2 separate regions of the Zea mays genome follow, and region 2 is linked to region 1. Evidence: chromatin contacts called from public Hi-C data. All regions are on one chromosome and are shown on one strand. The core of a region is the stretch at or near the end of the contact, and the rest is flanking DNA. Distances in the headings are between cores, read along the strand shown.

Region 1 (3,516 bases), core at 495-2,994:
TTATACAGAACAGTGAAAGAAACAATAGGCAGTGAATGAGCAGGCAAGCTAGATGAATGATGTGAAGTACAATGTCATGGAAAATTTCATCTACAGGAAACCGAAAGTAGCTTCCAAAGGGATAATACTAAGAAATTTGTGTACAATAATGATATGTATGTAGTTCTGGAAAATATAAATGGTGTACCATTTGTCCATGATCTAGTAGGTAGTTAGCATCTATGGCAGTATTGAGTTTAGGTGCTAACTGACCTCCTCATAAAAGAAGTGCTCATCACAGAGTTCAAGAATGAGGTTCTCCCATCGCTTTCCTATTTCAGTACTTTTCTCATGATCCTTGAGGCCATCAAAAGCCCCAGCATATGAGCCATCCAGAAGTGACTTGAGCAAAATGAGTGTCTCATCCATGTCCCATATGTACACATTCACAGGCTGCTCTGTCACGGCGTCGGTTGAAGCTTGGCCGGTAGCCAAAGCAGGAACAGCCTCGTCCATTTCGCTCCTGTTAAAAGACGATCCGAAATTACAGGCAATTGGCTTGTTATTTTTAATGGAATGAAATAAATATTCACACTTTCTGACATAGTACCTAAACTCACGTGATCTCAATTTGGCATATCATGAAAACGTGCCCCTGACAGTTACAAAATTACTATCTGTGCACAACATTTATTGCCAGAACATGATATGTGGTGCCATATCTGATAATGGAACTCCAAAAGAAAAGTGATACACAAACCAACCAAAATCAGGAAGGACCCTTTCTTTATCTAGCATTCTAGCGCAAGGATAATTCGTTCTTAGACGTAGGACAAGACCCGCTGAATACGACAGCATGATAAAATGGGCTTCCCTGACAGATACTAACTGATCCAGTCTACTGAGTCCTTCCACCCAATTGGCAGCGACCGTGTGCTCCTGAAAGCTACAGAACCTACTATTTGTGCATGGCATATTATTGCAAGAAGCCGAGAACATGGTATGAGGCGTCTTATCTGATACTGAACTCCAGAACAGAAAATGGTACACGAGCCTGACAAAAATGAGGAGGGGGCGCTTTAACTGTCTAGACATAAGGATGGTTCATTCGCCGGCCTAATCCAACAGCATGATAGACTGGTTTTGTCGACAGTTACTACTGATCTGGTGTACCAAATGCCCCCATCCAATAGGCCGGAGATCGCATGTGGACTGCCCACTTCCCTCCATGCCCCCAATTGTACATTCTACTCCACATGTGACCAGAGAAATATCTGCAGCTGGTTGTGACGCTACAGATGCCATAACTGCGAGGTAGGCTGTTTGACACCAGGGGTTGGAACATGTACACCCGATTTATTTATTTATTTATTTTTTTGGTGCGGAAGAACCTTTAGTTAGTAGGCATAATACATGTATATACTTTGTAATCGGATGAGATCCAAATACAAATAACCAGATACTAGCTTACATTAGGGTTTGAGCGCTCAGTTTCGCATATCAGGAAGAGAAAGGAAGGGGGTGGGCACACCTGATGGGTGCTCGTCGCCGGTGAAGTGCCCGAGGAAGACCTGGGCACCTAGCGCAGAGCGGCGGTAGAGCTCGCCCAGTCGTCGCCGTCAGCAATGAAGGCGGAGGGAGGAGAAAGGGAGGGAGAGCTGGCCCAGTCCTCGCGGTGATGCCGGCGTTGATGAGACACAGCGAAGTGAGGGGGGAGGTGCGAATTCGGGGGAGAAATCCAGTCGGGCGATGGGGAGGATGAAGATGGACTAGACAGCAGCAGGCAGCAGCTGCTGCTGCTGCTGAGACTGTCTTCAGCGGTTCCCCCTAAATTTGTCCCACTATATCTCACTCACGTGCCACGTCAGCAATCTCTCTCCCCCTATATATCCACGCTCTACAGCGGTTCCCCCTATAACAATCCTCTATACCCCACCACACCAATATTATATATTTTCCTCATCAACTAACTCAACTACCATGAAATCTTTAAATTGTTATTATTTATTATTTGCTTAGTACACGGGCGAATTTTGGTCGACATGTAATTAGTGAACTTAATAATTACTATTCATACGTTAGTATAAATACGGTACGATTTTATGTTTTTAAGAAATACAAATTTTCATTCTTCTAGTACACGACACGACTGGCTTGCACGACACGACTGGCTTGTACCGGAAGCCACGACCGTCTGGCTTCCTTCACACACCTAGGGCACCTATAAATAAGGTACCCTGGGCACATGCTCCATTCATCTACACACTCACCTCTTCTATATCATCCGCCATTCCTTAACAAGTCCGTAGTACGACTCGTAGTTTAGGTCGTCATGGAGTCACTGAAAAGCCTTGTGTTCTCCTCGTCATCCGACGATTCCGACGATGAGATCGATACCTTCTTGCTAGCCCAACATGTTGAGCACCTTGTAGTAGGAGACACGAGCACGCGGCGTAGGCGCTCCTCATTGCCTCGCCGAGTTATCCATAGGAACCACGCTGCTGGAGAAAATCTCATCAAACATCACTACTTCGGACCTAATCCTGTGTATCCATCACATGTCTTTCGCCGAAGGTACATTTCGTAAGTTATGATTTTACTTTCATTTCTACGTTTGTTTTGTTAATTTTTTGCTTTATTATCGTGTACAGGTTTCGGATGCATCGTCCTTTGTTCCTACGTATCCTTCGTGCCGTTCAGCGAGAAGACGAATACTTCACTATTCGTTGTGATGCAACCGGTTTAGCAGGGCTTGGTCCATTGCAAAAGGTTTGTGCTGCATTGCGTATCCTTGCGTATGGGTTACCAACCGATGCGGTAGATGAGTACATACAGATTGGACAGACTACCGCTAGGGACTGCCTTATCCGTTTTTGTCGCGCAATCATCTCTTGCTTTAGCGAACGATACCTTCGTATCCCTAACCACGACGACATTGCTCGCATACTACGTGTAAACGCCGACAGGGGGTTTCCGGGTATGCTAGGCTCTATCGATTGTATGCATTGGGAATGGCGCAACTGTCCTACTGCATGGCGCGGACAGTTTTGTGGGCGCAATTCGAGACCAACAATGATACTAGAGGCAGTCGCTGGGTACGATTTGTGGATTTGGCATGCCTTCTTTGGAATGCCTGGTACCAACAATGATCTGAACGTGCTTCATCGGTCACCTGTGTTTGATCCGTTACGTAATGGGACGATGCCACCAGTGCACTTCACTATTAATGGGACCACTTACAATTTCGGATACTACTTAGCAGATGGCATATATCCAAATTGGCCTACCTTTGTAAAAGCTAAATGCCACGCATTTGAGGAAAAAAAGGTTCACTTTACAACCAAGCAAGAGAGTTGTCGAAAAGACATTGAGCGAGCATTTGGAGTTTTGCAGGCAAGGTGGGCTGTTCTACGTGGACCCGCTTATGGTTGGGATCGTAATCACCTTGCAGACATGATGACTGCTTGCATTATTATGCACAACATGATTGTCGAGGACGAAGGAGATGGTGCAGCAAATGTGGACTTCATTGGCCCC
Region 2 (3,326 bases), core at 399-2,898, 410 kb after region 1:
TTGTTTTGATAACATAGCCAGAAAAATAGTAGGAAAACCTTGTGACAACCTTGTTACAGCAGTTGCAACTTCTCAGGGTCCCCCAGCAGCCCTAGCCGCTATTGTGTGTCTGAAATTTACCCTTGCAGTTACCATCAATATGTCAGCCTACTCAGTCACAAATAGAGTATTCTCTATTCTGTCTATTTTAACAAACCATGGAAGACAGGCCTTAATACCATCTAACATGCCTAGCCATCCTCAGCAAGAGTTGGATACACAGGATGAAATACCTAGCCTTACAACCACACAAGACTCTCCAGCAACATCAATGGCGAAACTATCTACCTGTAGCAACGAAAGAAACGAGGTACAAAACTTCTTATTTTTCTTGCCATGCAAAATCTATTATAAATGTATCATTCTTTCATGCATACAACTTGATGAAGTCTATTCAACAGGCACGACGTGTTCTAATATATTCAGATATGTCACATGACATAGAGGTACCTTTAGTACTACTAAATACTTACTTTCCATACACTTACAAAGTTACATATCCATTACATTTTAATACCAGATATAAATTAATACAATCAATACCCACAGAATAAATAAACCAGGACAAAATGAGTTTCCACTTTGTTATATGAAAGTACATTCATAAAATTTATGCACTTAATCACAGGGTGATGCCCAGCGCATAAGTGAACTCAGCAATGAAGAGTTATCGTCGCCACCGAAAAGGTATGTATTAAAAAAATAGTTGGACATAATAACAGTAGCAACAACATCATTCTTTTAAATGCTAGATCTTATTTTCCACGCTAATACAACATTCATGATATTATATAGAATGAAACATGGCCACAGTAGCAAAGGAATACCAGATCTTACAGACCCCAAAGAGAAGAGCTCCTAGATCATAATCAACTTCATGAAGGTATAACACCATGTGCAAAACTTATTCATATATCGCAAATATATTTATACACAGTCAACATAATGTATTCCACTTACCCTTTTACGCAGCAACATTAGTACAACTCTAATGCTTTTTCCTCCTTTGTATACAGGTATTTACTTATTGGGCACCTATCAAGAGCACTATCACTTTTGGACAATGAATGCTTCTCTATAAATATGAACCCTATCAAGAGCATCATCACTTTTGGACCATGAATACTTCCCTCTCTCTCTCTCTCTATATATATGAACCTACTATTAGACTATTTGTGGATCTGTACATATTTACTTAACACCTAGAAGCACATTGTTGCTAAGTGTTGATGTATGATGCTTGAATACTACTTAGTATATATTGTAGTCTAATTTCACTCTACAACTGGTATCAACTATTAGGGGAAAACAATATTATCTACTTATATTTTGATTTCTTGCATACATATTGTATACTCATATCATGTTTAAATTTGTTTTACATATCTGGGTACTCACAAAATCGTTAAGCTATATATGATGACGCGCGCCCAGGCGCGGGCTAAACACTAGTTATTATTATTCGTAGTCCATTTGGCGATCCGACGGCCGGCAGAGCAAAGCAAGCAAAAAGGGGAAAAACTGTTCCGCCGGGCCGACGACGGCCGGGGCCGGCGATGGATCCTGCGCGAGGAGCGGAATTAAATAGCGCGTGACCCCCGAGGCGGGCAAATCTGGATGCTTCCTTCCGTTTCCACCTCAACCCGTCCCACCGCTCCCAGTCCCGGGACGTACGGTGACCCCACACCACACCACCACAACCCCTCCGTCCTCTTCGCGGCTGCGGTGCGGCCCCGGGAGTTCCTTGATTCGGCGGGCATCGCCATGGGAGGGCGTCGCTGGCTAGCTGTGGTAACCTGACCTCGCCGCTGCAGCTCTGTAGGTAGGTACAGGGTGGGCTCTCACGACCCTCCTGGCCTCCCCCCCCTCTCTCTCTCTCTCTCTCTCTCTCTCTCTCTCTCTCTCTCTCTCTGTCCGGATTTCTCCGCCGCTCTCTGCTCATGTGCCATGCCGAGGCGGAAAATTTGTGATTTTTGAGGGAATTAGGCGGGTTCGAGAGGGATTTTTTGTTTATTTCCTGTTCTACGTACCAAGGCGGGTGCGCCAGTGTGCCGAAAAGCTTCGGCTTTGATGGAATCCCGGTGCTCCCGCGAGCTCTCCCCCTTAACCGCTAGGATCATCATCCATCTATGCACCCAAGGCTTCTCCTCCGCCGCGTCCCCCCCTCCCCCGCCTCTCCAACCGCCCTCCGCCAAGTTCGCGTGGATGTGGATGTGGATGGGGAGTCGGCGGGCTGCTCTCCTTTTCCGCGCCTGCGCGCTTGTCTCTTCCCTTGTCGGATTATCGGGACCGGATAAGCTCGGCGAAGACCGTACCTACTGCCTAGCCTTGTTCTACACCGCGTGTCCTCTTCCATCTTCCCCCTCGCCGCTCGAGCTGCCAACTGTCCAGCAAATTCGACAAAATTCGTTCGCTTCTGCTTCTGTTTGGTCACCTAACCACTTCCTTCGGCTGCCAAAACGAGGTTCTTGTTTGTTTGATTGTTTCCATTTCATTAGCTTTGGCGTACAACGAAAAGAGAATGGGTTAGTTGGGTTTTCAGTGGTGCCACAAGCGAAAAGATGTTGCCAGTGCTTATCAATAAACAATGCCAGCTGCTTGGCTTTTGCTGAACATTTTTTTGCTTACAAATAAATAAATACTAGATGAGTAGAGAGCAAGCGGAGAACAAGGGGAGCGAGACGCCGCCTTGCCAAGTGTAAGCAACCGAGGGGAGAACGAGGGTGCGGCCGTGGCTTGTGGCGTTCGATCAGGATAAAAAGGTTGCCAACTTCGCGTGTTTCCCTCCTGCGTTTCCTGCTTAATTTAACTTAGGCAGCCCGGTTTCTCGCTTTGTGCCACCTCTTCTATCTCTTGTTACATGTGTGGCTTTCTTGTCATGGTTAGTTAGGCTTTCTCGGAACCGGTCCGGTATGTTGGTTTGGCAATTCGGGTAGACAAGTTTGAAAATGTTTCTTGTTTGATCCATTTCTGTGGCTGCACCTGTGTCCTGGTTTAGACTTTTGACTGACTGAGTAACCTAATTTTTTGCCTAACTTTTTCCTCTGCAGGTAGCTAGTATTCCAGAGGTGATTTCTCCTCTCCTGATCGACAGAGGGCAAATCTGGTTCGTGACCCCCCAGTATCATATCAGAGAGGGCCACGGTTTTGCTTATCAATGTGTTAGGAGTTAGGACCAAGTACTGGAGCTATTTCGTGGTTCCGATGGAGTCTAAGTGTGTGAACGACCAGGACACCTTGATCGACCTGGAGAGTGGCAACGGCACTGCAGTGATCAACCATAGCAA

What was found. A called contact is a pair of places that touch in the nucleus more often than the background predicts.
Region 2: a contact with region 1 is called in a Hi-C map of ear, with 4 times the contacts expected there. The contact joins the promoter of LOC100276554 here to the promoter of LOC100283254 in region 1. A contact is called at or near these places in 6 of 25 Hi-C or Micro-C datasets (bundle sheath, ear, endosperm and 3 more).

What each region holds. Positions count from the first base shown.
Region 1 is chr10:86,471,922-86,475,437 of Zm-B73-REFERENCE-NAM-5.0, forward strand. It overlaps LOC100283254, which reads right to left and starts at 1,745. Exons shown (of 6, transcript NM_001156156.2): 1 at 1,511-1,745; 2 at 253-502. The coding sequence starts at 495. It overlaps LOC109943006, which reads left to right and starts at 2,251. Exons shown (of 2, transcript XM_020545709.2): 1 at 2,251-2,553; 2 at 2,631-3,516. The coding sequence starts at 2,312.
Region 2 is chr10:86,881,508-86,884,833 of Zm-B73-REFERENCE-NAM-5.0, forward strand. It overlaps LOC100276554, which reads left to right and starts at 1,649. Exons shown (of 4, transcript NM_001150315.3): 1 at 1,649-1,861; 2 at 3,090-3,326. The coding sequence starts at 3,244.